Linked DNA regions of Mus musculus: all the other regions are linked to region 1. Evidence: chromatin contacts called from public promoter capture Hi-C data. All regions are on one chromosome and are shown on one strand. Each heading gives the region's core, a stretch centred on a gene start, on an enhancer-like site or on the middle of the called end of the contact. The rest is flanking DNA. Distances are from core to core; before and after follow the strand shown.

Region 1 (7,772 bases), core at 2,389-4,888:
TTACCCTTCTCCTCATGCTTTACCTGTAGTCCTACTATATGCCGGTGGCCCTGGCTTACTAGGAGAAGAGGGAACATGCAGCTATATATAAATGGGTGAACCTATACGTTCATGTATGTATTCTCCTCTAGATAGTCTTGCGCAGCATGGGACAGAAGTGTTTAAGCTTTTCCCGGGCAGAGACAGTGGCACAGCTGAGCAACACCGAACCGCAAGTGTCTGGTGTGGGGGACCGGCAGTGGTTGTACCAGACATGCACTGAGTTTGGCTTCTGTAAGTGACCCACCTAACTCCCAAACCGAAGCATCTTAAAGATGGTCTGAACTCATGGTCACAACTAGCTGACCTTCTGTAACTGCAAAAGTGTCTGACTGGAGCAAGTAAACAGCCACCTCCTATGCTACTCTCAACATAAAATGGACCCTCCTTCCTTGTGCTTCCTGTATTCTATCTTAGAATATCACTAGCCTTTCTCACTGGGCTAGAGATTGTGCCTTGTGCCTCTTTCCCGTTGTCTGGATGTCCTGTCAAGCACCGAGTCTTACACACTTGCAACTTGAACAAGTTTTCAATCTTCCCATTCTCTACTTCTTACTCTGTGGTCCTGACAGAGGTGCCACACACTGCTGCTGGAACCCAGACTTCTTCGGTCTCAAAGCTTGTACTTCACCTGTGCAGTCTGACTTCTACACCATGGCCAGAGAAATCTCCCTAAATATGGGATTGCATTTCAGTGACTCAATGTTGTAGTTGCCGGGCAAAAAATACAGGATGTAGTTTCTAAACTACAGAAAAGAAACAAAAATGATGCAGATTAAAAACTCATGCATCACATGTACAAAAGTAGTGGGGAGTTTGTGTATCTAAATATAGGTATCCTGTATCATTTGTCAAATTTGGTCATTCCATCCCAGAGGAGCTAAGCCTTTGTTCTCTTTTTGGGGACAGAGTCTTACCAGGTAGCCCAGGTTTACCTTCAACTCACAGCAGTCCTCCTGCTTCAGCCTCAGAGTGCTGACATGACAGGCATATGCTACCACACCCAGATCAGAGTTGAATTCTACATTCTTCCTACACTTTCTGAAGACAAGTGAGGGTAGTGGCATGAAATAAAATGTCCAAATTCCATTTTCTGTCTGTGTGCTTTTGGACAAACTTGGGCAAGTGCCTAACTGTTATTAGCCAGGTTCCACATCTCTAAACTGAGAATAATAACAGTACTTTTCTTACTGCTGTTATAACACAGCTTTGCATATTTTGGGCTGCCCAATGCACCAGCCCCCTACAGCTTAGGAATTTGGCACATCCTGTTCAATGTACCAGAGTGATCCATTTCCCGTTTTGTAGGGTTTGCTCATCTTCCTGTCTCACCTCAAGATACCCTTCCCTCAATATCTTGCATCATCTCTATAGATTAAAAAAAAAAGTCCCACTTCTGTTATTCTGTGTTCTTTAGTACATTCTAATCTGCTAGCATTCCATGTCCCCTTCTGAGTGCTATAACAGCAGAACATGGAACTATATTGGTTGCCACTTTCTGCCCAGTATTGCCCAAGAGATGTCTGAGTGCATTGTAGGTGCTCAGCAAATGTGAAGGAAGGAACTCATGTGAGGTCAAGGAAGTATGATTTACCCAGAACACTGTGAGATATGGGTTTTTAAGCAGCGTGGACATGATCCAATTTGAGAAGCAGTCATTCCAGATTCTCCCTCCCCTCTAATCCTTTGCATGTTCACTTTTCTCTCTTCCGGGTTGGTTATTTCTTCTTTTTGTTTGACTTACCCATCCTAACTCAAGGCCTTCTTCTTGCAGAATGCCCTCCCTGGGCCCATGTGTTCTCTCTAAGAGCCCTACCTCCTGTCCTTTTCTGTCACAGCCCTGTCACTTGGGAATGTAATGATCTGGGATGTGGGTCTGTTGGGCAGAACTGTGAACTCACGAGGTCACTACTGTGGGTGTTCTAAAAATTACTATTGGAGAAGAGCAGGAGGCTGTCTATATGTATTCTTTACACTTCAAAATATTCTCATTCCACAGATGTCACCTGTGAGGGTCTTCAGTGTCCTTTTTCCCAGCTCCCAGCACTGCCCTTCCAGCTAGAGCTGTGTGAACAAGTGTTTGGCCTCTCACCTGCATCTGTTGCCCAGGCTGTGGCCCAGACAAACTCCTATTATGGTGGTCAGAGCCCTGGAGCCACCCAAGTACTGTTTGTTAATGGTGAGTGTACCACCAGGGCCTGGCTCTACAACATTGTAGTCTCAGTGCAGTGCCATCCTCTCCTTTCTTTCCAGGAGACACAGATCCTTGGCATGTATTGAGCGTAACACAGGACTTAGGACTGTCTGAGCCAGCCCTTCTAATTCCTAGTGCTTCCCACTGCTTCGATATGGCACCTATGAGGCCTTCAGACTCTCCCAGCCTCCGCCTGGGACGTCAGGTAAGAGAAAAGATCCTGAATGTTTTATATTCTCACTCACATACTTATTTGTATAACTCATCTTTTACTGGTGCTGAGTTCTGACTCCAGAATGTTCTCCATCTCTTCTTCACAGAAAATCTCCCAGCAATTACAGGATTGGCTCAAAGATATAAAGAAGAGCCAGAGTTGATGTGGGATCAAAACCCAGCCCTTTGACAGTCCCATCACAGGAACTGCATCCTGGCATTTTTCTTCACTGTAGAAGAGAAAACAGCTGTTTGGAAGGAGGAAGTTCCTAGACGTGGGACTCAGTGCCTGTTCTGCCTGCTTGTTCTCAATTTATCTTCATTGCCAACTAGAAGTTCTTTGTCACGGATTAGTATAAATGTAGGCAAATGATTACTGTCCTTTGTAGGTAGTGATATTCTGTATGGTAAATGTCAGGGGAATGTGGCTTTCCATGCTGGAGCCGCCTTCTCCCAGATAAGAACCTGGCTTAAATTCTGTCTCTTCATTCTTGACTGGCACCTACTGCATAGAACTCTTCACATCCTGACTCTGTCTCTCCTGAGTTTTAGTCTGTGGTAGTTGAACTTCATTGTCAGCCTACCTGAATTTAGAATCACATGGAAACATAACCCTGGACTGACTGACTACCTTTGAGCACGTTTTCAGTAAAGTTATACTGAAGAGGAAAGACCCGCCTGAAATGGTGGTAACACCCATTACTGAACTCCCAGCTGAATAAAAGAAATGGTGAGCACCGGCATTCATTTCTCTCTGCTGTGACTGTGGGCATGATGTGAGCAGCTGCCTCACAGCCCAGCTCGAATACCTCTGCCACTGTGATGGGCTGTATTCCATAATGCGAGCCAAAGCAAGCCCCGCCCTTCCCTCAGTGTTTCCTGTCACTTATGTGGTCACAGCTCTAGGAAAGGGAACCAATAGTCTGTCCCTGCATTCTGTGTGTTTCCGTTTGGAGGAAATGGGAGGCTACACAAACCTCCTCCTTCTTTTGATCTTCCTTTAGTACCTTCTTTACTCCCTTCTTCTCCCCACAAGCAAATGTCACCACTCTCCAGTACTCTAGCTTCTTGCCTGAAAAGTCTTGAGTTCTGGCTAGTCCCCCTGGTTTTCTACGTTCCAGTTTGGGGGTTGGTCCCAAAGCTAGTCTCTTAGGCTGTAGCACAGCTCACCCCTATGAGCAGCTGCCACTAATACTAGGACATAGGGAGTCCAGGGGAGTGACAGACTCTAAGGGGCAGGTTGAGAATGAGGGAAGGCTAGACAGAAAAGGTGTAACCTCTCTCTCTGTGAGGAAGTTCAAACCCAGAGAACAAGTTTTAACACTTAGGGCTAACCTTAGTTCTGCTTACAGAAACCACCCTGGGTCTTTTATTAGCCTCTAACCACATTTCCTCACCAGGTCTAACTGTAGCGTGTGTGATGGCCTTGCACATGGTGTGTGCTTATCATCTGTTAAGAGAGTCATGCTGCCCTTCCCCCCCAAAAAGAGAATCATGCACTCCATGCAGAATCCACATACTTGGGGTTTCCCTCCTACTATGCTGCATGTGCCGTCTGCAAAGTTCCTTGCAGTGTGAGACCTGCATGGATTCGGTCAATCTTCTTCGCTCTAACATTCTCAGGCCTTTTGGATAGGTCTCATGTGTCTGACCGGTTCTGCTCCTGCCTTCCAGGTATTCAGGCACTGTTGCACACCTGGGAAGTGGGTTGGGGGATTTTAGGATGAGTGTACATCATTTGCTGGGACTGAGGTGCTGGGAATGCCTCATTTACATGAAGAGGAATTCCAGGTGCTTGCTAGACATGTCCTTATAGGAAGAGGGGAAATTAAACCTGTAAGTTGGCCACCAGGCTAGTGTCTACTTAAACAGTGGTGGAGGTGGGAGTTGTAAGGCTATGTGCCTCTGGGCATGCAGGCCAGATCAGGGAGGGAGTAATTCTTACTCCTGCCAGTCTCGAGATGAGATGTCCAGGGTGACATGTCTGGACCTCACTCTTACTGGTTTAAAAAAGCTTTAAAAAAAAATAAAAAATCTCAAGCACAGCCTCCCTCTTTTCCCAACCTGTTCCTAGAGGCAAGTCTCCCAGACTTGCAAAACCAATAATTTAATGAAACCACATCAACTGAAAGAGGACGACTGTAGAGGAGAAGGGAGACCAATGAAAGGAGGAGGTCAAAGGACAGTGGGGAAGGAGGGTGAGCAAGAGCAACATGTATCTTATTTTATCAGAACAGAGAAATTTTGTTATTATTTTTCTTTTGCCTTTATGTTTTAATCTCAGATATACAATTAAAATAAATGCATTAAGTGAGCACTACAGGGGTTTTTTTATGAAGGCTCACTTCTGGGTTAGATGAAGCCCAGATGATTGTAAATGCTCTATTTGCACTTACATATGTAAGACTGGCAGAGATAACAAAAAAAAAAAGGACCAGGAGGAACACAGCATGACATCAGCCTTGTCAGTCAGACACAGAACACGTCTCATGTTTACTAATCCAGTATGTGCTGGAGTCCATAGAGCTAGTTAGCCCACGATGTGTAATCTCAGCCAGCCTTCAACTCCTCCAGGAAATTCACAGGACAAAGGTGCAGATAGAAATGCATTTCTTTTACTTTGTAGGTCTGTACAACGTGAGAAAGGAGCTCGATTCCAGGACTGACTTGGAAAGAAGATCTAAGATCAATTAGCTTTTCTAATCTCCTCCCCCCAGTTTTTCATCAAGCAGGGAATGCTCTACTTTGGGGTTCTCTGCCCCACATAGCTAGGTGTTCCCAGCACTTGTTACAGGAGAGAGGACATTGCCTGGGGGGAAAAAAAAACAAAAACAAAAACAAAAAAACAAAAAACAAAAAAACTTTGGAGACTCTAAAACACAGTTGGGTTGAGGGAGCCGAGGAAGATAAGAACAACAAATCTGGAATTCAATGTTACTTGTGCATTGCACAGAGGGGCTCATCCTCACCTTGGCACTGTTAGCAGCGATTGAGCTAACAGACCAGTGAGTAGTCTCTCATTTCTCTGTGTGGTGCACAGATCCACATGGAGACAAAACAAACACCCATACAATTTTTTTAAGTTACATTTAGCAAATTTAATGACAGGTTTTATGCACTTAAGAACAAGAATGGCCTTACTATTTCCTCAGTACACATTTGAACAGTTTTACAAAAGCTGAGGATGGTCATGCTTTAAATATTTTTAGCATGTAGAATTATACAGAATGTTCTCCTATGCAGCTACTTCAGTCTTAACAAGATTTCAGCACTCTTTCTTTCTCCTGTTCAGGAATTGGAGCATGAGGCAAAGGTGTGATTGGAAAGACCGTTTTTTGAGGGGTTGTTGGTTAGCATTCATGACCTAATTCATTCACCAACTCCAATAAGCTGTATCAGGAGGAAGAGTCAGATTGTTAAATCGCTCAACTTTTTGTTGCCCCATGCCACCTCTGCTTGATCTTTGCTTCGTCCTGTTGTAAGGATCCAGAAGGTGAAATACAAAGAAAGACTGAGTTTCTTATTTAAAGAGTGCCACAGCCTCTGCCTGGCTCTTCCCAGACTTTGGCTCACCAGAACAGGAGCTAATGGGAGGCACTGCCTGCAGTTCGGCTCTTTCAGAGGTTGTCATTGGGAGCTGGGCTGGGGGTTGGAAGTCCAATCCTGGTTTGGCTGGCAGAGCACAGGCTGCCGCCCCCCCACCCCCCAGTACCACTACCAAGGCAGATCTAATGTCTGCACTTCCCAGTGAGAACCACAATCTCCTAACTAGAAAAATGTTGAAGACACCCATAGATCCACATTGTTTCCTTTTCCCTTTTTATTTTCTTCTTTTATTTTAAACTAAAACCATCTACAGGTATAAAAATCCTCTCCCCATCAGAGAGAGGCAATTTGAAAATTCAAGATGTCTTAAATTGCCTTTGATGCCTCCTAAGTCTCTTTCCAGTTAAGCAACGACCATGTTTGTCACAGGGTTGGGAGAGGAGCCCTACCTGGAGGGTCCGTTTTACAGTAACTGAATTCTCATCAGTATCCATTAAAGCAAGAGGTAATTTGAATAAAGATGTTCTTCTGGCTGGGTTAAAAAGATAACTGAGGCAGTCAGGAATTAACCTAGAACCTTCTGATCTAGTCAGACACGGTTCCATTGAGCCATTGGCCCTTGTCTCAGGTCTCACTACTGTGGTATGTTAAAATAAGGCTTTAGAATTACTGCCCCCTTTAACGCTACTAGGCAACCATTCATTCTGACCTTCCCCTCTCTACTCCTAGACCCTACCCTGCCTGGCAGACACTCCCCAAACTTCTATTTTTTTTTTTTTTTTTTTTTTACCCTCAAGCACTGCTTGTCATAGAATGCACCTGTTACTGGAGAGTTCCTAGCGTCAGAGCCTGGGTCCTTGAAGCCCTAACAAGTCAACCTATTTCAATTAACAACAGTAGTGAAGAGTTTAGAAAGGAGACTTATTCAACTTGACCACTTGTTATAATAGCAACAAGGCTCAGTGGTCTGCCCCTCCTCTTCCACCCTCGCATCCATATTGCAGGTCCTCACATGAGGTTCAGCCACTTACTTATATTAATTTCATTCATTTATTTACTAGTGTTTGGGCTGGGGGTTCGAGGACAACTTTCATCAGTCAGTCTCCCTTCTTCCTGTGGGACCCCACAAGCACCTTTACCCCTGAGCCAGACACCCAGCTTTAAATAAAACAATAAAGTATGCACAATTCACAACTAAGTAGTCCTTGTTAAGGAGTGTTCTTACCCAACACCATCTCAGAACTGTGAAAACTCTGGAAAGATAAACTCCCTTTCTGGCTGGTTGGGACCAAGACCCCATCATTTTTTTTCTCCTCCCAGATAACAATTACAAAGCACCGCTTCAATGGTCTGATAGCCAAGGAGAAAGGCTGCTTTTGTTTGTTCAATTTGAGACTCAATGTGTATCGTTCAACTGACCTTAAACTCGGGTTTCACCTCCTCAGTGATGAGATTATAGATGCTTACCTTAACTTGCTGAGCCATCTCCCAGCCCCTGTGTTCCTAGTTTCACACAGAACCAGGCAGCCCCCCCCCCCCCCCGTCAGTTATTGGCTCGGGCAAATGGTCCTCCAAATATAGGATCTGTGTGATTTTACTGAATAGGGTTTAAAATCACAGTATTGCTCTCAGAAAGGAATCTGGGAGTGTTTGCACTTTACCTGTGATACCCAGTGTGGTGCTCTCCTAGAATTTTTCCTGTGTAGCGCTTAACATCGGTTTTGGCTTCCAGGCGGATTCTCTCTAAGGAGAACCGAGCCCCAACCATTTAGGGAGCGTC
Region 2 (7,772 bases), core at 3,643-6,142, 1.5 Mb before region 1:
GACCAAATAAGGGAGAACAGATAACCTCAAAACAATGTATGAGGAAGGAATGTGCAGAACTGTCAGTGGTGTTCAATTTCCTTACTAAAACCTAACCACCAGGGTATTAAAAAAGCTTCCACACTTATAGTGGCAATGTGATCAGTGCCTAAAAACTGCGAAGGTGGCTAAGTTTGGAGGAAATAGGAGCGCTTTCAATTTCTCGGAAAACACAATTAAAAATTCTTAGGACGGAATTCCAGAGCTCTGAAGTGAACAAAGGGGCGGGGACAGAGAAAAAACGCCAGCGTCCCAGTACGTAAATGTAAATCTTAATATCACAATCTCTGATTGGTGCAACACCCATGACTGAAAGTACGGCTTGATTGGTTAATTCTCAAAACCACCTTGTGTAGCCGGATTGGAAAACTTAAAACAGAGGCTCCAGCCTGTAGCCACTATTGTGAGAGTAGCTTCCTAGAGAACCCCCCTAATGCCTTATCACGCCTAGGCGACATTAGAAAGGACTTCCCGCCAAACTCTTGGAATATGAACACGTGTGTGGAGCACACACAGAAGCAAAAAACTGCCGGCCAGAAGTCCAGCTAGAGCTGAAAATGATACAATCTATCGCTCAACTAGAGTTTATAGATGCTCCTAAATGTACCCATAACAAAGTGCACAGAATTGATCTGCTTCGGAACACATAGCCAGAGTCAGCGGACATACCATGAGAAAACCAGAAAAAGGCTCAGCTCTTTTGAATGAGGTTGTGGGTGGCTCTGAAAAGAGCCGTTTGAGATTTTCAAAGCAGGACGCACCACTCTACTTCTTGCGAGGGGCAGCCTTCTTTGCCTTGGTGGCCTTCGGCTTAGAAGCTTTAGGCTTGGAAGCCTTAGCCTTGGGAGCCTTGGCCTTGGCTGGACTCTTTGCTGCCTTCTTGGGCTTAGCAGCCTTCACCTTCTTGGGACTCTTGGAAACTTTCTTGGCGCCGGCAGCCGCCGCAGGCTTCTTCGCCTTCTTCGGAGTCTTCTTGGCCGTCTTTTTGGGTGTGGCAGCACCAGTCGCCTTCTTAGGCTTCTTGGCTGCTCCCGCAGGCTTCTTGGCCTTGGCCGCGCCTGCCTTCTTAGCCTTGGGCTTAGCCTCACCGGAAGCCGCCTTCTTGTTGAGTTTGAAGGAGCCGGAGGCGCCGGTGCCCTTGGTCTGCACCAGGGTACCCTTGCTCACCAGGCTCTTCAGCCCGAGCTTGATGCGGCTGTTGTTCTTCTCCACATCGTACCCCGCGGCCGCCAGCGCCTTCTTGAGCGCAGCCAGGGACACGCCGCTGCGCTCCTTGGAGGCGGCCACAGCCTTGGTGATGAGCTCGGACACCGGGGGTCCGGACGCCTTGCGCTTCCCAGCAGCGGCGCCGGTCTTCTTCGCCTTCTTCTTCACAGGTGTCTTCTCCACAGGTGCAGGGGCAGCAGGCGCCGCGGGAGCGGTCTCGGACATGTTCTAAGCTTTACTAGTAAAGCAAAAAGTAAGCACAAACAGTCAGAGAAGGTTGTTCCCAGTGCTGCAGGCTCTGGGTTTATATAGAGAGAAGCTGCGTGGTGATTGGTTCCCTGCGCCGTGCGCCGTGCGCCGCGTTGCCAGAGAAAGGATCTTCAGCTTTGCCTTGTGGCTGTGTTTGTTGCCCCTCAAAAAAGTATAAAAATATAAAAAATATGGGCACGAAATAATTAGGGACTTGGGGGAAACTGATCCGAGAGCCTGTAGGCTACATTCTTGCCTTAATTTGTGCACCTATGTTCAAAATCGGCACCCTGAAACTTCTCTGATTGCCCCAACTCTCTTTCAAACTTGACGAAAATTGGGACAACTTTAAGGTTTTCCTTAAAAATACTACTTCTCTCGCGGTCATTAGCAAACTTTTGTTTCAGGACATGGTTCCTCACATTCTTATCATTTCAGGACTCTATGAAATAACTTGTTTTCACGGAAATACATAGGGAAATTTGAGTTTTTCGAGAAAGCAACAACACAAGCTTCCAGGGCTATCTGCACCAAGCTGTAGGAATTGGCACTAGATGGGAAAGCAGTGCATACCGGGGGAATGATTATTGTAGAAAATATCGATTGGATTTTTTAATGATATTTGAGATACCAGTGTGTAATTCCCCTTCGGTTTTCCTGTTTTAGTGATTTAGCCATTTTCTGGAGACGTGATGAGTCTGTGCCATCCCTATTGTAGATCAAAAGCTGAAAGCACATATTTTTCAGATTTGATAGAGAAATGTACACCAACTATCACATGTACAGAAAAAAGATACCTAGGTCAAGAAGGAACAGAAGTTTAGCAACTGGGAGCTGAAGAACAGTGAGATATAACCTGACTTAGCAACTCACTCCGTGTTTAGAGTACAAAGTTTACAGCTGTGTTATATGCCGTGTTTCAGGACCTGTGTTATGCAGCTGTTTCCCCTTGCCAACACTTATCACAACAGTTTTCTGCATATTTCCAGTTTTAAAATGATTTGAATTTCATTATTAAAAACAAGCAGAATGTGAAAGAAAATCTGTTTTTTAATTTCCATGATAGCTGCTGACCTCATTACATATATTACATATATAATATAGTCTGTCACAAACAAAAGAATTAGCAGGTGGTATCCACCAAAGGACTTAAACATTTCATAGTCAGTTATCATTATGATAACTGCAGCAAGAATAAAGTTTCTGGAAAAGGGATCAACCATGGGACTACAAACTTGAAACCATAAGAAGCTTCACTCATTCCCACTCATGACTGTGGAGGCTAATATCACAAATGTGGTTTTGGTCTTAACTCCAAAATATAATTACATCCTGAAAAACAGCAGATTATTCTCTGTAGTAAGGCTTGTACTATTTTGTAGAGATTAAAAACAGGCGATAAAAATCCCTAAGAGGTGTGAGAACAGTGAAACTTATGGCTTCGTCCTCTTCTCTCAATTTTGTGTTAGATAAGCAAATATACACACATACACACAAATGCACACCATTACTATAGTAACAGGTGAGAGATTACAGCCTCATGAGGTATTCTACAGGGAGACACATTCTTGGGTATTCTAATACCTAGAGACTTTCAAATCTACAGGAAAGGGTGGTTGTATAAAATAAAAATCAACCTGGTTGTGGTGGTCCATGCCTTTAATCCGAGTACCTGGGAGGCAGAAGCAGGTAGATCTCTGAAATTAAGGACTATCTACAGAGCAAGTTCCAGGACAGCTATGGCTACATGAAGAAACCAAGCACTGTTTCAGAAGGAAAATAATAGGGCTAATAAATAGGTAGCAAGAAAAGAAATATATAAAGAGAAGAAGGCAACTTTAGGCTGAAATAATAAGTAACAGGAAAACAATCATAATAGATGGGGAAGAAGACAAATTTAAGACAAATGTGCTCAAAATATCTATAAAAATTAGAGCTATCAATTTTATATCCCTTTCTGTTGACATTACATGAAGATACTGGCAACTTGGAACTCACATCCAAGTACAAAAGAGTATGTATTAAGTTCATTTTCTAAAATGGGAGCCTTTAAATATTTAAAAACCCCCCTCCCACTTCTCTCTCCCCTCTGTAACACCTTTTAACTGTGTGTGGAAGCTAAATAGCATCTTGCATACTTGAGGAGTATTCTAAGTCCTCGATTTTTTAGAAAAGCCCATTCTCCAATGTGCAAATACATCCCCATCTACAGTCTAGATAACTGAAACTGTGCTCAACAAGTTTCAGGGCAAGGTCAATGCAATTGGGATATGGCTGCTTCACTGGGGTACTTACTAGGCAGCAGGAAGGAATATGCTGAGCTGATGTCATGTCACACTTCACAGCCTGAACTTAGTTTCCCTTAAGTGACCTTTGAGTTCCTTGGGTGGGGGAGAGGAATCCACTGTGCTATTTAACCCCACTGTACTCACACTAGTTTTGGCATTCTGGTATGTACAGAGTGAGTGGGGTGAGGACTGGTGATTTTCTGGAAAGAAGCATAGAAAAGTTCTGTGGGGTAATTGGGATAAGCACATCCTGAGTACATGGTAGTTACTTTTGTTTTTTTGTTTTTTTGGGTTTTTTGTTTGTTTGTTTGTTTCTCTACCATTATCATAGAAACGTCTCACACAAGCAATAGCCAAAGCACATCTTCAAGATGGCCTCTCTCTACACAAGGATGGGGCTCAAACCAGTACTACAGAGGCTAAAAAGAAAACGGTGGCTACCGGTCATGAAACACAAAAGTCCTCCCCAGCAACAATAGCGTTTATTAAAAAGATTAGATCTTCAACTCTGAGCAAGTCTCCATCTTTCCAGGCCAGCCTGGTCTACAGAGTGAGTGCCAGGACAGCCAGGGCTACACAGAGAAACCCTGTCTCGAGAAAAAAAAAAAAAAAAAGGGAAGCAGTATATATTCAATCAATACTAGTGCCCTTTGTAGACTTGAAAACAGAGCTATGTGCAAGCCTCTGAGAAATGCAAAGAGCTTCATAAGTGAGATTTAATAATGCTTGCAAAATTTTAGAAGTTACATTTTCGTAAATCTTCCACCTAAAAGATAACCTTACTGTACTATATCCGGTTTTGTAGATAAGTGTATGGATAACAACCTCCTTTTTAAAAATGATGAGTGGCTGGGAGAATTATAAACTATCGGTTGTCAGAACCTACAAGTACGCTCCTGAAGGACACAAACTAGTGACTAAGAACTCCAAGAGAAAAGCGGAAAACTCATATTCCCCTCGCCACAGGGGCTGTGCCTTCCGCCTAGCAATAGGATTCAGCCAGTGAGTTAGAGGGGCGGATACAGAATCACCTTCCCGCCCGCGCCTTTTCAGTCCTCTAAAAGGTCCGCATTCGCCATATATATACCAGCTGTAGAGGGCGCTTAAGGAATTTCAACTCAGTGCTCCATAGCCATGTCTGGTCGTGGTAAGGGAGGAAAAGGCCTGGGCAAAGGCGGCGCTAAGCGCCACCGTAAGGTTCTTCGCGATAACATCCAGGGCATCACCAAGCCCGCCATCCGCCGCCTGGCCCGGCGCGGAGGAGTGAAGCGCATCTCCGGTCTCATCTACGAGGAAACCCGCGGTGTGCTGAAGGTGTTCCTGGAGAACGTGATCCGCGACGCCGTCACCTACACGGAGCACGCCAAGCGCAAGACCGTCACCGCCATGGACGTGGTCTACGCGCTCAAGCGCCAGGGCCGCACCCTCTACGGATTCGGCGGTTAAGCTCACCTGGAGCTTCTTTCTCAAAGGCCCTTTTCAGGGCCACCCACTTTGTCATAAAAAGCTGTTTGCATTTCTCGACTTGTAATTGTTCTGTCCCTAAAGTTCAAAATGGCGGCTGAGACTTTTCAAAAGGTAAATCTAGGCAATGAAAGTGCTTCCCCAGTAGTTTGTAGTAATTATAACACATCAAATCCAGACAAGGTCTACTGCTTTCTCCCAGTGCTTAAGCTGAGTCTTATTCCCTTGAAGGTGCTAAATACAAAGGGCAAAAGATACTTTTGAAGAGATGATGAACAAAATTCTTAGGCCTAAAGAGCTGTTTTAACCTGTGTGCTCTTTCCCCTGTATCCTTGATTACAACCCTAACGTTTCACTTCTGGGCTAAAGCTCAAGGCTGCCAGCTCTTCCTGACAACGTTGCTCCAGAGGGAAAACTCCATTACTAGTTAACAGACTGGTTCATATTTTTTAAGTGGCCTTATTACTTAGCAACTTAGACTTGTTACCCTGCTATGAGCCAGGCTTTCCACATTGAGAAGGATTCGACTACTAAATGGCTTGTTGACTTCCAAATTTACAGCTCCTGCTATACATGAGATCACAACCACTCCCGCAGTCAAAATGATGGGCCCAAAAGCACACTAGTGACCCTATATTCCTAACTTAGCAATATCAAGATTACATGCTTCCTGGCACACATCCTGTTTTTCTCATTCTTCTGTATGCTTTCTGGGTCCTTTTCAAATTATTTTAATGATGAGTTATCTTTTCCCCTGCAGTGTTTTTTAAGCAATTTTAAATAGTTTTCATCTCTTTTGTACAAAAATAAAATTTTCTTAACTGATTATCCTGCATCTAAAAAATAAAACCCAAACTCCTGTGTTTTATCTGACATCTGTCTTGCCTCTATGACCTCATCCATAACCATGAATTATACTCCCAACTAGACTGAACAACACATCTTTTCTTCCAAATGAAATTTCCATCTGTACACGTGTGGTTTGTTCTCATAAGAATGTAATGTCTTTTTCAACCTTCACCTTTCTACCTGAACCAAGTACTGCCAGTGCCAATTATAGAACCTAACACACAGCAATTACTTAGTATGAATAAAATTAAAAGCTATAAAGACAAAATTGACTTTCCTCTAAATATCTGCAACAATTAGATTTGATTAATTATTTGATCAAGAATACCCATATAACAGTTACAAACAAAGCCTTAGCTTTGGAGAAAAGTACCTTTGAAATCTTCTCAGCCTAGTAGATTTTAAACATAATCTGTAAACAATTCACCATCTAAAACTTACTAGAAAGAGCTTGCTTTCAGAAAACCTCAACTTCAGTTCTAAGCAGCAGGCTGACTCTAGACAAATCGCTTGCTTCTCTGTCTGAAGCTTTTCTCTGAGTCCACATTCTAGACATAACATCCACTTTTATGTTTGATACATCAATATTATTATTTATAAATTTTGTACAGTGTAGTGAAACTCAGTTTATTCCCCACAAGCCTAGACAAGGGCACACAGTACAAGAAGAAAATCTGAAAGTATCACTTAGAGTATATACTTAGTTTACTCTGGGTCTGATAAGGCAAACAGGACGGGCAGGCAACTAGTAAGGAGGGAAATGATGGTCCCTGTCATCTATTCTGGGTGTTAGTGTCTGCAGTGTCTGCCACCTATGTTTTTGAACTTGGTAAGCCATTTCACACATTACTATGATGTATCCTGCATAAAATCAATGGTACTGTTTAAGATTTATTTAGTATAATGACAAGCATTAGTTTACAATGGCACCTAACTCAAAAGCAAGTGGCAAAAAGGCTCTCAGGCAAGTCTTGAATTTGTTTGTTGCTTTGCATGTTTCAGGAGGCAGCTGGTGTTTTGTTTTGTTTTGTTTTGTTTTGTTTTGTTTTGTTTTGTTTTTTTCATTTTTCATTTTTTATTTTTTATTTTAATGCATGCAGCCAAAACAGCACATAATTGTTTTGGTTAAAAAGCAAAATACAATAGTTTTTACTGATACAGCATCAAGGTCTCTGCCTGCGTGCTGCAAATCGGTTTTTCTTAGCTACAAAAAGCAATTACACTTTGTCATTACATTGTTACAGCATACTTTATTTTTATTTAGTACACACAACTAACATAACCTAACTGTTTCCCACCATAACATCCAGCTTAGTCCTGTTCTTATTTCTTATTCACATGTTCTCTATACTGTTTATATTAAAGTTTCTTTGTTCATACTGCCACGCCTGCCCTCACATACTGCTACGCCTGCCCTCACATACTGCTCTCCCTCTCTATAGTATTAAACTTTTGACTGTCCCTTGTACATATCTTAATCTGGCATCTCTGTTGACCTTTGCTAAAGTCTGAAATACTCTGTTCATAGATCCACCCACTCCAGCTCACTTCAAATTCAAGACCCAGGGCAATGCCTTGGAGCAGTGAATCATGAAGCTTCTAGCTTCTCCCACCGGGTTTATACTTACCTGCTCAAAGGATCTCTCTCTCTCCCTCCCTCCCTCTCTTTCTCCCTCT
Region 3 (7,772 bases), core at 2,912-5,411, 1.5 Mb before region 1:
ATGAGAAGAGGGTGGGGAGCATCCTAGGGAACAAGGAGGGAAAGAAATAAATAGGAGGAAGAGGGTGGCAACAAGAGGGAGGGAAATAAGTGAGAGGGAAGCAGGAGAGAAGGAAGGAGCTGTGTTAGATGTGGTGAAAGAATGAGGATGAGGAAGGAGAGATGGGAAAAGCAGAATGGTGGAAGTGATTGAAAGGAAAAAGTAACCTAGGACTGTCGATAAAGACGCTGTGATGGTCTGTTCCAACTGTTAACTTGATATACTCTAGAATGATCAGTGGAGTGTCGATGAGGAAATGTCTAGATCAGGTTGACATGCAAATGACTAAGGAATTTTCTTCTTTGGGTTGAGTTGGATTGAGTCATGAACTAGGCCCAGGACCGTATAAAAGAGACCCATCTGAGAGCACTGATGTTACTAGGGAAACAGGTTCTCTTTCTGTGCCTTCGTCCCATTAATAAAATAATTTTTGAATGAGAAGAATACTCTCATTTTATTAGCTCTTTAGAGAAAAACAACAGGGTAGGCAAAACTGAAGGATCCAGCATCCGTCTGGAGAAGAAATGAGGAAGCATCTCTCTATGGAGGTCTGAGACACTAAAGAAGGATGTAGGGAAAGAGTCTCAATAGTGCTGAGCCAGGAGACACGTGGTTAGAAACAGAAATAGAGACAGTTTATTAAGAAAAGAAAAATACTCCTCAAGTGAAAACGGAGTAGTAAGCAGAGGAAAGATCAAAAACATGCAGGCTCGCAGAGCAGAGTCCTTTAAAGGACCTATGGTGCCCGCCCCTCTCATTTGCATTTCGCTTTCAAGAGTTCTGTACGCAAGATAAAGCCCAGTTAAGGAAGGACATCCCGCCGGTTCAAGGCAAATGGGCTTCTTTCATATGTTAATCTTGGCATTTCTGCCTTTTTCTTGCTTTAAGCAAGAGGTTCTCGGCCTGCCGTCTGAGACCCCTTTGGGGACCTTTTCTCGTCGGTCACATATCAGACAACCTGCATATCCGATATTTACATTACGATTCATAACATTATCGAAATTACAGATGTATAAGTGAAACCTAAATAAACTCTTTCCTGCCCCAAGTTACTTTGGTCATGTTTTTTCATCATAGTAAATAGAAACCCTAACTAAGACAATATATTTATTCTTTTTTTTTAATATTTTTTACTACGTATTTTCCTCAATTACATTTCCAATGCTATCCCAAAAGTCCCCCATACCCTCCCCCCATATTTATTCTTTTTTAATTGACAAGTAAACATCTAATCAATTTATAACACACAACACGCTGTAGCATATTAGAAAACGGCTAAATTTAACTAATTAACAGGCAAATCAGTAAACGTCTATTTACTTTTGTGTTGGTAGAAAATGTAAACGCTAAAACCTTATGAATTGCACAGCCTTTAATCCCATCACTGGTGAGGCAGAGGCAGGCAGATCTTTGTGAATTTGAGGCCAGACTGGTCTAGTTTTTCTGGGTCTTTGTTTTCAGATACCCAGCCTGCAGATTCTTAAGTCCCAACCCTTATCAGACAAGCCCTGAAGCAAGTTGCTTATCTCTTCCACATTTGTGTATTTCAGGGATAAGGATTGTCTGAAAGACAGGGTGGCAAATCATTGTCTGGAGATGGAAAGAAGAAAGCAGGGAAGAATATCATTCTTATTTACCTTTAACTTTTATCTTAGTTTATTTTCTGTCTCTATGATAAAATGCCTTACAAAAGCAACTTAAGGGTTTGTCTTAGTTCATAGTTCAGCACAGAGAAGTCATAGCAGCAGGGGCTTCAGGGAGCAGGTCATATCATATCTATAATTAGAGATACAGAGCAAAGAATGCATTAACGTCACTACTCAAATCACTTTCTGCACTCTTATTTATAGTCTCAGAGCCTCTGTATATGAAATGGTGCCACCCACAGTGGGTGGGCCTTCTCACTTCAATTAACACAAACAAGATAACTTCCCACAGATATGCCCATTGGCCTACTTCCCAACTTTGAAATGTATATTCTACACTACATCTGAGATCTTTTATTTCTAGTGAGGAATCAAAAGCTATGACTCATTAAATAGACTTAAGACAATAATAAGCATATTGGAAACATGTTTTCAGGGGAAGTCAAAAGACAACTTGCTTGTGTTAGTTCTCATGGGTCAGAGTTCTAACTCAGGTTATCAGGCTTAGCGACAGAAACCTTAATGAGTCATCTTGCCAGCCAAATATATGGAAGTTTTTGTTGCAATACTGGAGATTAAAGCAATAGACTCAGAGACACTAGGCACGTACTCTTCTAGTGAGCTGTCTCTCTGTTGCTAGGGACTCACTCTGCATACTTTCTAGCTCCCCTGAGCTTTGTGATTTCTCCAAAAGAATTCAGATGTATATAGGAAGTATAATGTAGAAGAAAAATGGAGTTTATAAAAGGTTAAGTAGGAGTACTGGGGAGATGATAGCAGACAGACCATTATGGAAGAAAATACTCTCAGGAATGAAGAGATGGCCTTTATACCAATTTACTTTTTAAAGCAGCTTTTATACTATTTCTTAAAGTCTCCTCAACAGACAGCTTTCCTGAGGCAGGTTTTCCTGTCCAGATGATAGCCAGGCATTCTTGGATTAGCTCTTTTGGGACAGGGTCTTACTAGCCATGGCTGATGTCAAACTCACAGGCCTGTCTCTACCTCTGCATGCTGGAATTAAAGGCATGGAATTAAAGTCACGCCTAGCTTGATTAACTCTTAAGGGAGTAGACAGTGCTAAGACTTTGTTCTTTAGTTTTAAAAAGTCTCCCATGGGCTGGAGCTATACTCAGTGGTTAAAACTACTTAGTGCTTTTCCAGAGGCCCGGGGGTTTTACTCCCAGCACCCACAGCATTGAGTGCAACTGAGTTGCAGGGGATTTCATGTCCTTTTCTGCCCCCCCCCCCCCCCCGCCAAGACAACCTCACACATGTGGCACATACTCACACATATAAAATACATAAAATAAGATCATTTAAAAAGAAAGCCTCTGCTCAAACATACATGATCCTTCTAGAAGTTCAAAATGTCAGGTTCAACAAGGGCCAGAGACACCATTCAAATGCCCTTTTTAAAAAACAGTCATCAAAGTCCTGTTTTAATTCCTGTTTTTAAGAGCTGTTGTTTATGAGACAGGGAGATTCAGTGACCTCTAAGCTTGCTGTGACCACACTAGATACCTTACAACCATTTAGGAAATAGGCATCAACTTGATCTGGCTGCTTCTAACTGAAAAGAGTTTTGCCTCTTGATGACTCTTAGGTCTCTGAAGACAATCAAAAGAATCCTCATAGATCGTGACAGACTGCTGAAAAACCAGCCAAGGGTAGTCTACTCCAAGGGAGAAGAAACAGAATTGAGACAGCAGACCAATACATGGTCTGAAGGGAGTGAGGTCGTTACTGAGATCATAGCAAGTGTAACCCATTTCTACTGCTCAGTCTGAGTCTTGCTCTCCACCAACACCTTTTCCTTTTTCGGATTTTGAGATAGAGTTTCTCTGTGTAGCCCTGGCAGTCCTGGAACTCACTCTGTAGACCAGGCTGGCCTTGAACTGGCCTCTGGAAAAGCACTAAGTAGTTTTAACCACTGAGTATAGCTCCAGCCCATGGGAGACTTTTTAAAACTAAAGAACAAAGTCTTAGCACTGTCTACTCCCTTAAGAGTTAATCAAGCTAGGCGTGACTTTAATTCCATGCCTTTAATTCCAGCATGCAGAGGTAGAGACAGGCCTGTGAGTTTGACATCAGCCATGGCTAGTAAGACCCTGTCCCAAAAGAGTTAATCCAAGAGTTTGAGTGCTGGGATTAAAGGTGTGAGTCAGCACACCCGGATTGCATCTGGCTCCCTTACTCCCTTCTTCACACACACTTCAACACACAGGGATGAGGCCTCTGGACACCAAGCCCAACTCTAGGACCTCTCAAGTGGGAAGAAGAAGGGAAGAAAGGAGCGCATGAAAGGGAAGCAATAAGAGGGAAGGGAAGAAAGGGGCACAAGGGAAAGGAAGACAGGAGGGAGAAAGGATTGTTTCTGTGTATGCTACCTAGTAACAAGTGACTGCTAGACATAGGAATACTATTGGCTGATGACTTAAGGCAGGCCAATCCCGGGCTCTGAACTGCTTAGTGGAAATTGTGAGACTTGCACGCGGAATGGGTCCTCCGAGGTCTGCTGTCGCGAGTCCCAGCACTTTGCAAGTAATGGAGAACAGAAAATTCTTTCCTCTCTACTGTAGCAGTTTGTTCTCTGGTGGCGACTGTGCTCAGCGACAAGTTGGAGAGTAGAGAAAAGGCAAGATAATCAGCATTTGAGGGTCAGAGAAGAAAAGAAAACGCAGTTAATTCTAGAAGGTAGGGGAGGGGATGGGGAGCGCTCTGAGTCCTAGCAGGGGCTGTAGGAATAGGGGGTGGGGGTAGGGTGTCACAACACAGGCTGCTGGGAGGGAAAAGCCAGATCTTTGACTCTGGAAAGAATACCTGGGGGGGGGGGGGTAGTCTCACCTACCTAGTTTTACCTGAGGTTCACCAGGAGGAGGGAGTACAGGGAAGGCGAGGGGGGAGGGGAGGAGGAAGGAAAGAAGGCTTGGGACGAGGGAAGGAGGAAAGAGGAGGAAGAACTGGGTAGAGAAGTAGGAGAAAGACCCGGAGGTTGAGGAAGAGGGAAGGGGCTGGAGAGAGAGAACAAGGGAAGGAGGAGGAAGAGGAGGGAGTGGGGGAGGAGGAGGAGGAGGAAAGCCCAAGAAGAAAGAAAGAGGAGGAGGGAGGGGGAGGAATATCAAATGACAGCTGAAGAAACTGGACTCTGGAAAGACAACTGAGCCTAAGACAACAGAAAACTGCCTGCCTGGTGCTTATGTTGTTTGTTTAATAGAATGTTTGGTGAATCCAACTATTAAGGTATAACCAGTTCCATAGGGCAAGAGTCCATCTAAGGCAGAAGTCTGAGTGCTCATGAGACCAGCATAGGGACAAAAAGGTGTCATGTACATGAGAACCGTGGGTGATTTATCCTCTGTACTTCTAGGTTTTCTGTCCACACGTGACCTAGGTGACTCTGTCCTGAAGACCTATGGAGCCTACAACTTCCCTGCGTTCTTGCCCGATAGCCTCCCTTCTCTTCTTCTTGGTCCTCAGCCTGTTTGTGCTGGTCTCAGGTACAGTTGTAGGCTTCTTGCTCCTCTCAGTTTTTCAGAAAGCAATGGCCACAGTTCTCCTGATAGACAGAGACAGGAATAGGGACTGCAGCTGTGTTGGCTCATCTTTCTGAATGAGGACACTGGATTTATCCCAATTTTGTCCTACAGAAATATAGCTAGAGCATCAAAGGAGATCTGTAAATGTCCAAGTGGCAACATTCAAAGGAGTTAAAAATAGATGACGTAGATTTGAATGATATATTTTGTTTAACACCACATAATCAAATATTAATATAAATGCCTTGCCAGGTGTGGAGGTACACACCTATAAACTTAAGAGGCTGAGACAAGACTGCCAGGAATTCAAGGTCTGCCAGGGGTACATAATAAGATGCTATCTCAGGAAACAAAACAAGGGGGCTAGGAATGTGGCTCACTCGGTAGAGTGCTTGCCTAGCATGCACAGGCTGTGGTTGGAATCCTGGGTCTGTGCCACACTCAGGCATTGTACTGAAGAACAAGTCTCTCTGAGCATTGGATCTATACTTTATGCTCAGGGTGACTATTTTGTTTTTGTTCATGGCTGGGCTTGAACTTGCTATAAAGCTGAAGATAACTTTGAAGAGCTGATCTTCCAGCCTCCATCTCCTCAGTGTCGGGATCGTGGGTGTGCACCACACGCATGGGTAGTGTTTTGTTCCTGAAATATTTGGGGGATTGTTCCCAGAAATGCTGCCCACCAACCACAGCTACCAGCCTACTAGGAAGCCCCTGTGGCCTTTCATTTCTGTTGCTGTGATAAATACGCTCTCAAAAAGCAACGTAGGAAAGGGAAGTGTTTAATTAGGTACAAATGCAAGCCACAGTCCATCACTGCGGGAAGTCAAGATAGGAATTTGAAGGCAGGACTGCTTGCTATCCCACACAGCGTTACCTCCAACCAAGGAACTAACTTTATTGCCAAAGAAGTGTAGAATACGCCATGGAAGATACTGCTTGTTGGCTTCTAACAGACTCTCAAGTAGGTCAGGACCCCCTGCCTAGGGAATGGTGTGGGTGGCCTTAACATTGTTGCAATTAACAACTAAGACAATCTCCCACAAAGATGCCCACAGGCCAGTGACTTAAGCAGTTTCTCAATTTGGATTCTCTTAGGAGATAATTCTAGGTTATGTCAAGTGGAACTAACAGTTAAAACTAACCAGGACAATGTCCAGACTATAGCTTGAGTGGTGTATGACATTGTGACATAAAACTGTCACTAAAAATTTCACTCTTGGGAACTACAGAATCAAAACAAACAACAAAAACAAACCTCATGAGTTAAGTGAAACAGCTATAGTTCCTGTCTGATTGTCCCCCTTTGTCAAATAGCCCAGTTTACTGTCATAGGACCAGCTGAGCCCATCCTGGCCATGGTAGGAGAGAATACCACACTACACTGCCACCTGTCACCAGAGAGAAATGCCGAAGAGATGGAGGTGCGGTGGTTCCGGTGGCGTTTCTTCCCTGCAGTGCTGGTGTACAGAGGCCATCAAGAGAGACCAGAGGAGCAGATGGTGGCATACCGAGGAAGAACCACCTTCATGCGCACAGACATCAGCAAGGGAAGAGTTGCGCTCATTATCCACAATGTCACAGCCTATGACAATGGCATCTACTGCTGTTACTTCCAGGAAGGCAGGTCCTATGACCAGGCAACCATGAAGCTTATGGTGGCAAGTAAGTCACTGTTTACCTTTGTTGACTTTTCCCAGTGTGATTTTTTTTTGGGGGGGGGGAATGTCTCTCATCACAGACTAGCACATTTCTTGCCTGTAATCTCCTTTACATAGGGAGGGTTGCTTCGAGAGTTCACCTGAATGAGCTCTGCTAAGCTGTGGCCATTGCTTCTTGAGTGACAGGCATTGTTAGAAGTGTGCAGGGGTACTTAAGATAAACAAGCATTACCTCCCCAAACCACAACAGGCATTTCACTGGTTAATATTAGTCTTATAGTTCAGACCAGGCTTAAACTCACTTTGTTGCTGACAGTGACCTTGAACTTCTGATCTTCCTTCCTCCTTACCAAGTACTGGGATATCAAACTGTATCACAAACTTCACCATCCTCAGCTAACCTTGCCTTGCCCTTTTCCCCATTTCTCCTTGTAATAATTGTAAAGAAAGCAATTGACACGTAAACAGATAATGTCAATATTAAGTAGAGCAGCAGAATTATATACTAAGACTGGTGGCCCCGTAGAGGAACAGAGTAAGAGTACTACCCGGAGCATTTTACAAAGCTTCATGATAGAACTGGCAATTAAGCTGGGCATGCGGGAAGGGAGCCATGATTTCTTAGGGAGGAAGGTTTCCTGACGCTTGTAACCTGATCCTTTTCACAGTAGAAGTTCAGGATTGGTTAGTGGTGCTTGTGGTTTCCGGGAACCCCAACTCTTCCCCTGTAAGCATGGTGCACTGACTTGCCCTGCTCTGAATTAGACTGTTATAAAATGTATAACTAGATGGTGTGTGTGTTCTTATGTGTGTATGCTAGTAGTAGCCAAAGGTGTCTTTCTCAGTCACTTTCCAACTTAGTTTTTGAGACAGGGTCTCTTGATGAA
Region 4 (7,772 bases), core at 1,554-4,053, 1.4 Mb before region 1:
TCAGTGGAAAACCTCAGATGCTTCAGCAACTTAGAAAACAAAGAGAAACAGGGTTGATAAGGTGCCTGGAACACAAGTGTCTATACCATATAAACATGGCTCACAGTATATACCATCCAAACATCACCCAGGAGTCTACTTCACCTGATCTCTTTGTAGTATCTGACCCTGCCAGCAAAAGTCAATTTTACTTATTATCTTTGTCTCAGCATCTAAAACTGAAAACACAAAGAAAAAAAAACTTTAAAAAATGTTTGAACTTCAGATATAACTAGGCTGCTGCAGTATGCTTGAAATTTCGGGGTTAATTCTCTTTTAAAGCATTTACTTTGTGTACATATGTGGTGTGTGGGTGGGGTGGTACAAACATGCTACCATACAAGTGTGGAGGTCAGAAGACAGCATGGGAAGTCAGTTCTTCTGCCTCCTAAGTACTGAGCATCAAACTTGGGTTTTCAGCCTAGGCAACAGGCATCTTTATCCACAGAGGCACCTTCCTTCTGGCCTGTACTTCTCATTTCTTTCAAGATGAAGTTTGCTTCTTTGAAATAACTGTGGCTTGTTTCCATCCCACTTCATTTTCATCTTATTTATACTTATAATCTTTTACGTCACGCCTAACTGTCTATTCTTCTCTGAACTTCTTGCAGAATGCAAGCCAAGTGCCCCCATCTCTGTGCTCCCACACCATCTTTTACAACGAAACGGCTGACATCTGCAGTTCATCCTAGAATGTGAGCATGAGACTAGCCAGCTCAGGGCTGAGATGGCCTGTGTATTTGTATTGTATTGTAATGCCAGATGACGTAGAGAATAGCAACGAATGTTCAGAAACTGAGTGCACTAAGTACTCTGCTTGGGCCAATATTTTGACTAAAGTGGCTCAGCACTTATCACACCTTCGTAATGTGCTGTCCAGCACTTCCCCACAATACTCTGAGGTAGCCATAAGTATGGCGGCGGCTCCAGTAATTGATTCTGGTTCAAATCAGCTTCCCGTTATTAAATGTATAAGTCGGCAAGTTAATCTTCCGGTTTACAGTGGCTGTTAAGAGTCTATGCATGGACCTTGGTAGCTCTACCAAGCTAGGCTCAGCTACCTGTCTTCAATTTGTCAAAAAGACAAGCAAGACAAAGCAGTGAAAGCGGTTTACTCAATATGGTCACACTAGGAAGAGGAGTAAGTAAAGGGGTTCAACCACTAACACGACGTTCAGAATATTTTAAAGGTCATGAGATGTGCATAAGTAAGGAGTCCTGGTAGCTACAATCATAAGTAGCCCCACTCATCACAGTCAGGACTGTGTGAAATCCTGCCCTAACTCTCCCACTGGCCAAGGCCCTAGTCCTTTCCTTGTTCTCAGCAGAAGACTCCTATCACAATTCCAATCCTTTGAGTCCATTGTCTCAACACTCTTATAGCTGAAGGGGATGGCATAAACACATACTCTCCTGCAATAACATGTGTACATTTCTTCCTAATATAGCCATACACAGCTCATTCTATAGTGTGATTCGAATTGTGTTTGGTACATCTTACACTAAAAACAGTTAATAAAAAGTTATTTAAATATTAAAATTAGGGCTAGAGAGATGGCTCAGCATTTAAGACCACTTGCTCTTGCTGATGACCCTGGTTCATTTTCCAGCCAGCACTCACATGGTAGCTCATAAACCATGCATTATTCCAGTTCCAGGGGATCTGACATCCTCCTAGAGTGCGCGCGCACACACCACGTGCACATATATGCTGATAAAACACCCATACATAGAAAATAAGTCTAAGAAAAAAAACTTAAATATTTGAATGACACTGGTGGGATTTTTTGTCTTAAAATTTTAATTTAAAATAAGCTGCAGAAATTCTGCAAATTCTGAAAACAGGAATTAGTGAATTCAGAATACATAATTGCCATCCTCAGACCCTAACTCTAGAATTTAACAGCCAATCCAAGTTCTTCTCCAGACCAGAGAATTCTAGTACTCACTTCCCATGTGAGGGTTTTTGTTATATACATGTGTGTATGTGTATAGTATATATATATGTGTGTGTGTGTGTGTGTGTGTGTGTGTGTGTGTATTATATACTTATTATTGTGTATGCCTGTCAGAAGACAACTTTTACGGTTAGTTCTCTCTTTCCGCTTTTGACATTGGTCTCAGAGATCAAATTCAGGTCGCGAGGTTTTATTTAGCAAGAAGCACTCTTTGCTCCTCACTCTCGACAGAAGCCATCTCGCCAGCCTACATACATTTTTTTTTTCAAGTAGGGAAAATATTGACTGTTCTTTTTTGTTTTTTGTTTTTTTTTCTGAATCTGTCTTCAGCCTAGAATCGCAATCAGAAAGGACAGAAATCCTTTCAACACGGTTTCCCCGCAGCTTTCTCCAGCAATAAGGCCACGCCGCCGCTGCCTATTCAAAGCTTCTCATAGTTTGCTGGCATGAGTGACAGCACCAAAGAGCCTTTGTAATTCTCCACTTCTCCGGCTTTTCAAGGTATTTAAAACCGAGTCCGCTGCATCTATCCTTGAGACACTACTCCTAACTCTTGATTTGAACAGCCGTGGAGAAAGAAAACAGAAGTTCAGAGCCGCAGTACCGGGCGCAGGGCACGGTTTCAATTCAGTGGGTACCGGAGCTGCTGCAGTCCCAAATTCCAGGAGCTGAAAAGGTAGTTGTCGGACGCGAAAGAGCCAGGGCGCAGGCGCGCTCAGGTTCCGCCCATTTCGGGAGGTCCGGTGCTTATTGGCCCGGAATCCCGGTGCAGCCCTATGAGGGGTAGTTACGTGCCTCGGGGCGTGGCTACGCCTCCCTGTCCTTGCTGGTGAGAGCGGTTTGTCTTGGCCTTGTGGTGTGCGGGGACCGCTTCTCCAGGTTGGTATCCGGCGGTTGGCTTGCCGACCTCTCAGCATCTCGGCCCACTCTCCTTCCCTAGGAGACCGTGGGACCGAATCGGCCATCGCCGAGTGCTCGGCCCCGGAAGCTCCGGCTTGAGGGTCCAGTCACCGGAAGTGCCGCCCTGGGCGGCGGAGTAAGCGTTCAGCGGGTCCTCGAGGTCCTTGGCCGTGAGAGGGGTCCGGGCCAGGCGCGGCGCCCTTCTTGTCGCTGTCAACGAAAAGTTGGGAGGAGAAACCTGTGAGACTGTCCTGGAGGTAGTAATGGAGCCAGGCTCGAATGCAGTCTGGAGCCTTCCTGAATGTCTAGACAACCATGGGCACTGGGGGGACCCTCCCCCAGCCTTAAGGGCGGAGATTAGTTGAGTTCCCCGGAATCTGCAGAATCTGTTTGCTCAAAGCATTCCATAGTCATTTATTTTTAGCAGCCTTGGTCCTGTGTAACATTGCATTCATGAATCGTATTCCTACAGGTTTTAGTGCACGAGGAATGAATCCTTGATCTCAGAAGTTGAAATAATAATGCGCCTATCAGTCACCTGAGCGTTTGAGGTAGAGGTAGGAGGATAGGGAATTAAAAGCCAGTTTAAGCTGCCTAGCGATTTTGAAGCTAGCCTAAGCTACGTGAGACTCTCCCCGTCTTAACAGCAAGAAAAACAAGGCCCAGGGCTTTGTTCTGAACTTAAAAATCTCTCAGCTAGAAGAATTCTTGTTATTTTGTGTAGAGCAGGTCAGAAAGAAACGGCTTCTTGAAGGAGGAACGGAAACATTAGAATGAGCAAAATTTTGCTGAAGGATGATGTCAGGATTGGAGAGTGCATGGGACATTATTTAAATGGCCTACTGTTAAAAGGAAAAATGTAAGCTTTGCAGTCATGCTCATTCAACATTGCTGCTTTTTTCCTCTAGGAGAGGGAAGAATTAAATATTATGAGTACTTCTGGATTAGAGACCTTGTGGATCTGAAAAAAATAAATCGTTGGGTTCTTGTTAAGGTAAGTGGCATACATCTGTTTCTATATAAATGTGAATTTTGGAGTAGGGATGGGACAAGAAAGAAGGTAAAACATACTTGGGAAAAGGAAAAGGGTCTTTCTGGTGACTAACATAGTGGCCCTTTGATAACCTTTCAGTACACCTATTTTTCTAACAGGCATACACAGCAGATTTGCAACAATTGTCCTTCTTTTGATTTACCATACAAAGAAGGCAGTGTGCCCAATGCTCAGACAGGCTCTAGGATGGATATTTAAACCTGGCTCTGTTACTTAACTGCCTGTGAGTTCTTGTGTAATTAGGTAACTGTCATAGCAACAGGTTTTCTATCAGTAAGATGGTGGTAATATTTGATTTTACAGTGTTCTTGGGAGGATTAAATGTCCATAATCCATGTAATCAATGAAAATTGAGGCAACCCCTGGTCTGAGGCTGTACAGCAAGTATGGTTTTTAAGACAATACGTTAAATACTTACTGTTTGATCATCCCATATATCCTTTAACCGAAAAGAATCTTGAGCTCTGAAGTTTTGTTGCTTAGCCTGTCTATTTGAACTTTTGTCTGCTCTTCGCTTATGAAATGGAGTCTGGTGTTGCTCGTGAAAAAAACAAAACAAAACAAAAACCAGAAGTCCTCCCTTCCTAGGAGGGGTAAAGGAAGCATGTTAGAGACAGTAGCCTGGAGTAAGGATTTGGAGGATGGGTTTGTGTTTGCCAGATGCACATTGGAGACCCAAGGATAATGATACTCCTTTTTCAGTCTGAGACTTGGCTACTTGTTGTTTTTTTAATTGTTTAACAGATGCATTCTAAATGTTACAGATATTGCAGTAACCAAAAGACAAAACCCTAACCATAGTAGATGTTATGCTCTAGTAGGAGAGACAGACAAGGGAACGTACATAAAGTACATCTCTTAATGTTGGATAGTGATGCTGTAAGGTGGTGTGAAGGGCCATGAAGGTGTGTTGCTTTTTTAGGTAGTAAGTTTCAGGCTACTTAAATCGGATAATGGAGAAAGCTACATTGAGGAACAGTGGTTCCTCTACCTAAAGTAGAGGATTTTCTACCTAAAGTAGAAAAACAACATATTTTGAGGTGCCTGAGAGGATGAAAATGGCAAACATTCCATAGTATGGAGGGCAGTAAAACTTTGGATTTTATTGTAAATGTGTGGGAAGTATCATATTCTGTTTTGAAGACTGACAGCCAGATCATATTTTATTTGCATACGAAAATTGTTTCCTGGTTTAAAATTGGTTTTCTGTTTGTTTTTCTTGTGCATCATAATTTCTTGGCTACTGAGAGCAGTTGTGATGTCTTGGGCTGGTAGTTTAATAAGATAATCTGATTCATTTCCCAAACTATGAGCAAACTCAGTTAAATAGCTGAGGCAGGAGGATTGGAAGTTACAAAACTAGCTTGGGTAACCTAGGGAAGACCTTTCTCAAAGTGTAAAAAGGATAGGGCATATAGCTCAGTGGTGGAGTATGATGTGTGTGCAGCCTTTGGGTTCAATCCCTATCACCATGAGACAGTTAAAGAACAACATACTGTATTTTTGTTTGAACATTTCTATATTTTAGCTCAACAAAGATATTGTAGGCTGTTTTGCAAATCATGATATCTACCATGTCTCCTGATTGCATTCAGTGATGAATGGTATCTAGAACCTAGAATCTTAGTATTTAATATGTGCATTATTGCTGTGCTTGGGAGCTGACATTACTAGGATGGAAAACCCTTTTCATGTGTACATTGTACAGCTTCTCTAGACAGTACAAACTGTGACCTCATTCTCATACTGCCCTTTAATTCCAGCTAACCACAGTACAGAGTTCATTCTAATCTTGTTCTTTTCTATTTGTAATTTCCTTCTGTAACTGAGGGGAATCTATGTTCCCTTATCCAACTCTGGTATACATACTAACTAGTATGTACTATGAGGAAAAGCCCCATAAATAAGGTTCAGTAATTGTGTATATACAGTTTGGGAGGCTGTGTACCTCTAATTGAAGTACTTGGGGTGGGAGTCTTAGGCAAGCAGATCAGAAAACAAGACCCACCTGAGCTATATAATGAGCCAATTTCTTAAAAAAAGGTAAAAGAAAATTAAAAATAATTATTGTCTTTAGCTTGAGTTTATATAGTCTCATACTATGTAAGAGTTATTTTTTTTTTTTTCTACTTTTGGGTGTTCATGTTATTTGTTTGAAATGAACTGTCTTTTGGTTTGTTTTAAAATGGGGTCTCAGTTTGTAGGCCAAGCAGGCTTGGAATTTTATAGCCAAGGCTAGCCTCAAATATTTACCAGTTCTTCTCATGCTCCAAGTACTAGGAGTATAGATGTGAGTCATCACACTCGGGTGTCATTTGCTTTCATGTGTCATTTTGCAGCTCCTTGGCACTGCTAGTGATAAGGGCCTAGGGCCCTACATATGCTGCACTACAGAGACCTATCCCAGGCCACCCATTTATTTCTGTTAAGTATATATGTATGTAGAAATGTGTTCTTAGAGAAATATGGCACTTCATCCTTTGGTTCACATCAGTTCTGTCCTCTTAGGTTTTGATCCCATTTTCACCTATCTTGTGATGATGCAAATAAGACATTAACATTAGTTTCTTATTTTTTCCTAATTTATTTTTGACAAAGTTTATAAGTACATTTTTAAAAATATTTTTAAAATATAGTTTTAAATAGGATTTTTTAAATTTCTGATTTCTTACACAAACTACAGCATTTGCTTGCACTTTAAAATTTTTACAGTTGAATGCTTGGGAGTGGTGGCACACACTTAATCCCAGCATTTGAGAGACAATGTCAGGTGTGTTTGAGGCCAGCTTGGTCTCAAGAGAGAGTTCCAGGACAGCCAGGGTTACATAGAGAAACTGTCTTGAAAAACCAAAACAAAAAATATCTTTAAAAATTTACATTTGGAGTTGGAGAGACAGCGCAGCTGTTAAGGACATTTTCAAAGGACCCAGGTTTGGTTACCAGTACCCACTTGAACTAACAATAGGTTGTAACTACAACTCCATAGGATTTGATGCATTCATTCTGGTCTCTTTGGGCATTGCACATAGATGGTGCATGTACACGGTGCATGGTTTGAATGACAATGGCCCCCACAGGTTCATATTTGAATACTTGGCTCCCAGGTGGTGGAACTGTTTGGAAATGATTAGCAGTCATGGCACTGGAGGTGTGTCACTGAGGCTGGGCATTGAAGTTTCAAAATATGTCATTCCTACTTAGTTCTTTCTGCCTTCTACTTACAGATCATGATGTAAGCTCCCAGATATTCCTGACATCATGCCTTTGTTCCACCATCATGGATTCTAGCTCTCTAAAATCATAAACCCAAATTAAATGCTTACTAATTGCCCTGGTGTCTTATCACAGCAATAGAAAAATAAGATAGTGCATATACATTTGTGCAGGGAAGAAGACTCATACACATAAAATATAAGTAAATCATAAACAAACCAAAGGGTGTGGCAGAGAGGAGGGAAAACAACTTTACAGTTTGGGCTGGAGAGATGGCTCAGCAGTTAAGATTGCTTCCTGCTCTTCCAAGAGGACCTGAGTTCAGTTTCAAGCATTGTCACAACTGCCTATAATTCAGTATAGGGGGACCCTTTTCTGGCCTCTTCCTGCACCTGCACTCATGTAGCATACAGAGACATAGAAAGAAAGAAAAATGATTTTGGTATGGGTGTTTTGCTGGCTAGTTTTATGTCTGTTTGATACAGCTAGAATCCTTTTAAAAGAGAGACCTTGGGAAAATACCTCCACCAGATTGACCTATGGACAAACCTGTGGTGTTTGATAATGTGGAAGGTCCCAGCTAAATTGTAGATGAGGCCAGCCTTGGG

Evidence for each region. Promoter capture Hi-C pulls out the DNA fragments that hold promoters and counts their contacts.
Region 2: a promoter capture Hi-C map of pre-B cells shows a contact between it and region 1. The contact joins the promoter of H4c6 here to the enhancer-like site in region 1. A contact is called at or near these places in 11 of 39 promoter capture datasets (the HPC-7 cell line, cranial neural crest, frontonasal cranial neural crest and 7 more), 6 of 115 datasets of contacts at active chromatin or transcription factors (embryonic stem cells, lineage negative bone marrow cells, microglia and 1 more) and 4 of 9 other capture datasets (adipose tissue, liver, macrophages and 1 more).
Region 3: a contact with region 1 is called in a promoter capture Hi-C map of pre-B cells. The contact joins the promoter of Btn2a2 here to the enhancer-like site in region 1. A contact is called at or near these places in 10 of 39 promoter capture datasets (the HPC-7 cell line, cranial neural crest, embryonic stem cells and 6 more), 2 of 484 Hi-C or Micro-C datasets (bone marrow-derived macrophages and embryonic stem cells) and 6 of 115 datasets of contacts at active chromatin or transcription factors (acute myeloid leukemia, embryonic stem cells, microglia and 1 more).
Region 4: a promoter capture Hi-C map of pre-B cells shows a contact between it and region 1. The contact joins the promoter of Zfp322a here to the enhancer-like site in region 1. A contact is called at or near these places in 10 of 39 promoter capture datasets (cranial neural crest, embryonic stem cells, frontonasal cranial neural crest and 6 more), 4 of 115 datasets of contacts at active chromatin or transcription factors (embryonic stem cells, forebrain, pancreatic cancer cells and 1 more) and 2 of 9 other capture datasets (adipose tissue and liver).

What each region holds. Positions count from the first base shown.
Region 1 is chr13:21,997,592-22,005,363 of GRCm38.p6, reverse strand. It overlaps Prss16 (protease, serine 16 (thymus)), which reads left to right. Exons shown (of 12, transcript NM_019429.2): 9 at 132-273; 10 at 2,039-2,218; 11 at 2,293-2,438; 12 at 2,554-3,188. The coding sequence ends at 2,610. Among named protein-coding and RNA genes, the nearest start is that of n-TQctg1, 4.8 kb to the right of the region's middle. Within about 2 kb of position 3,638, at least 64 of the 459 cell types and tissues checked have an H3K27ac peak or open chromatin away from gene starts, as enhancers often do. A contact at or near this core is called in the HPC-7 cell line, acute myeloid leukemia, bone marrow-derived macrophages and 2 more, where this site is marked.
Region 2 is chr13:23,548,788-23,556,559 of GRCm38.p6, reverse strand. H4c6 (H4 clustered histone 6) reads left to right here and starts at 4,892. Exons shown (of 1, transcript NM_175655.3): 1 at 4,892-5,274. The coding sequence starts at 4,917. The coding sequence ends at 5,228. It overlaps H1f3 (H1.3 linker histone, cluster member), which reads right to left and starts at 1,528. Exons shown (of 1, transcript NM_145713.4): 1 at 753-1,528. The coding sequence starts at 1,470. The coding sequence ends at 805.
Region 3 is chr13:23,485,246-23,493,017 of GRCm38.p6, reverse strand. It overlaps Btn2a2 (butyrophilin, subfamily 2, member A2), which reads left to right and starts at 4,161. Exons shown (of 8, transcript NM_175938.3): 1 at 4,161-4,382; 2 at 5,056-5,185; 3 at 6,542-6,889. The coding sequence starts at 5,101.
Region 4 is chr13:23,364,239-23,372,010 of GRCm38.p6, reverse strand. Zfp322a (zinc finger protein 322A) reads left to right here and starts at 2,803. Exons shown (of 5, transcript NM_001111107.2): 1 at 2,803-2,876; 2 at 3,806-3,891. All of the region lies in intron 3 of 4930586N03Rik (RIKEN cDNA 4930586N03 gene), which reads right to left.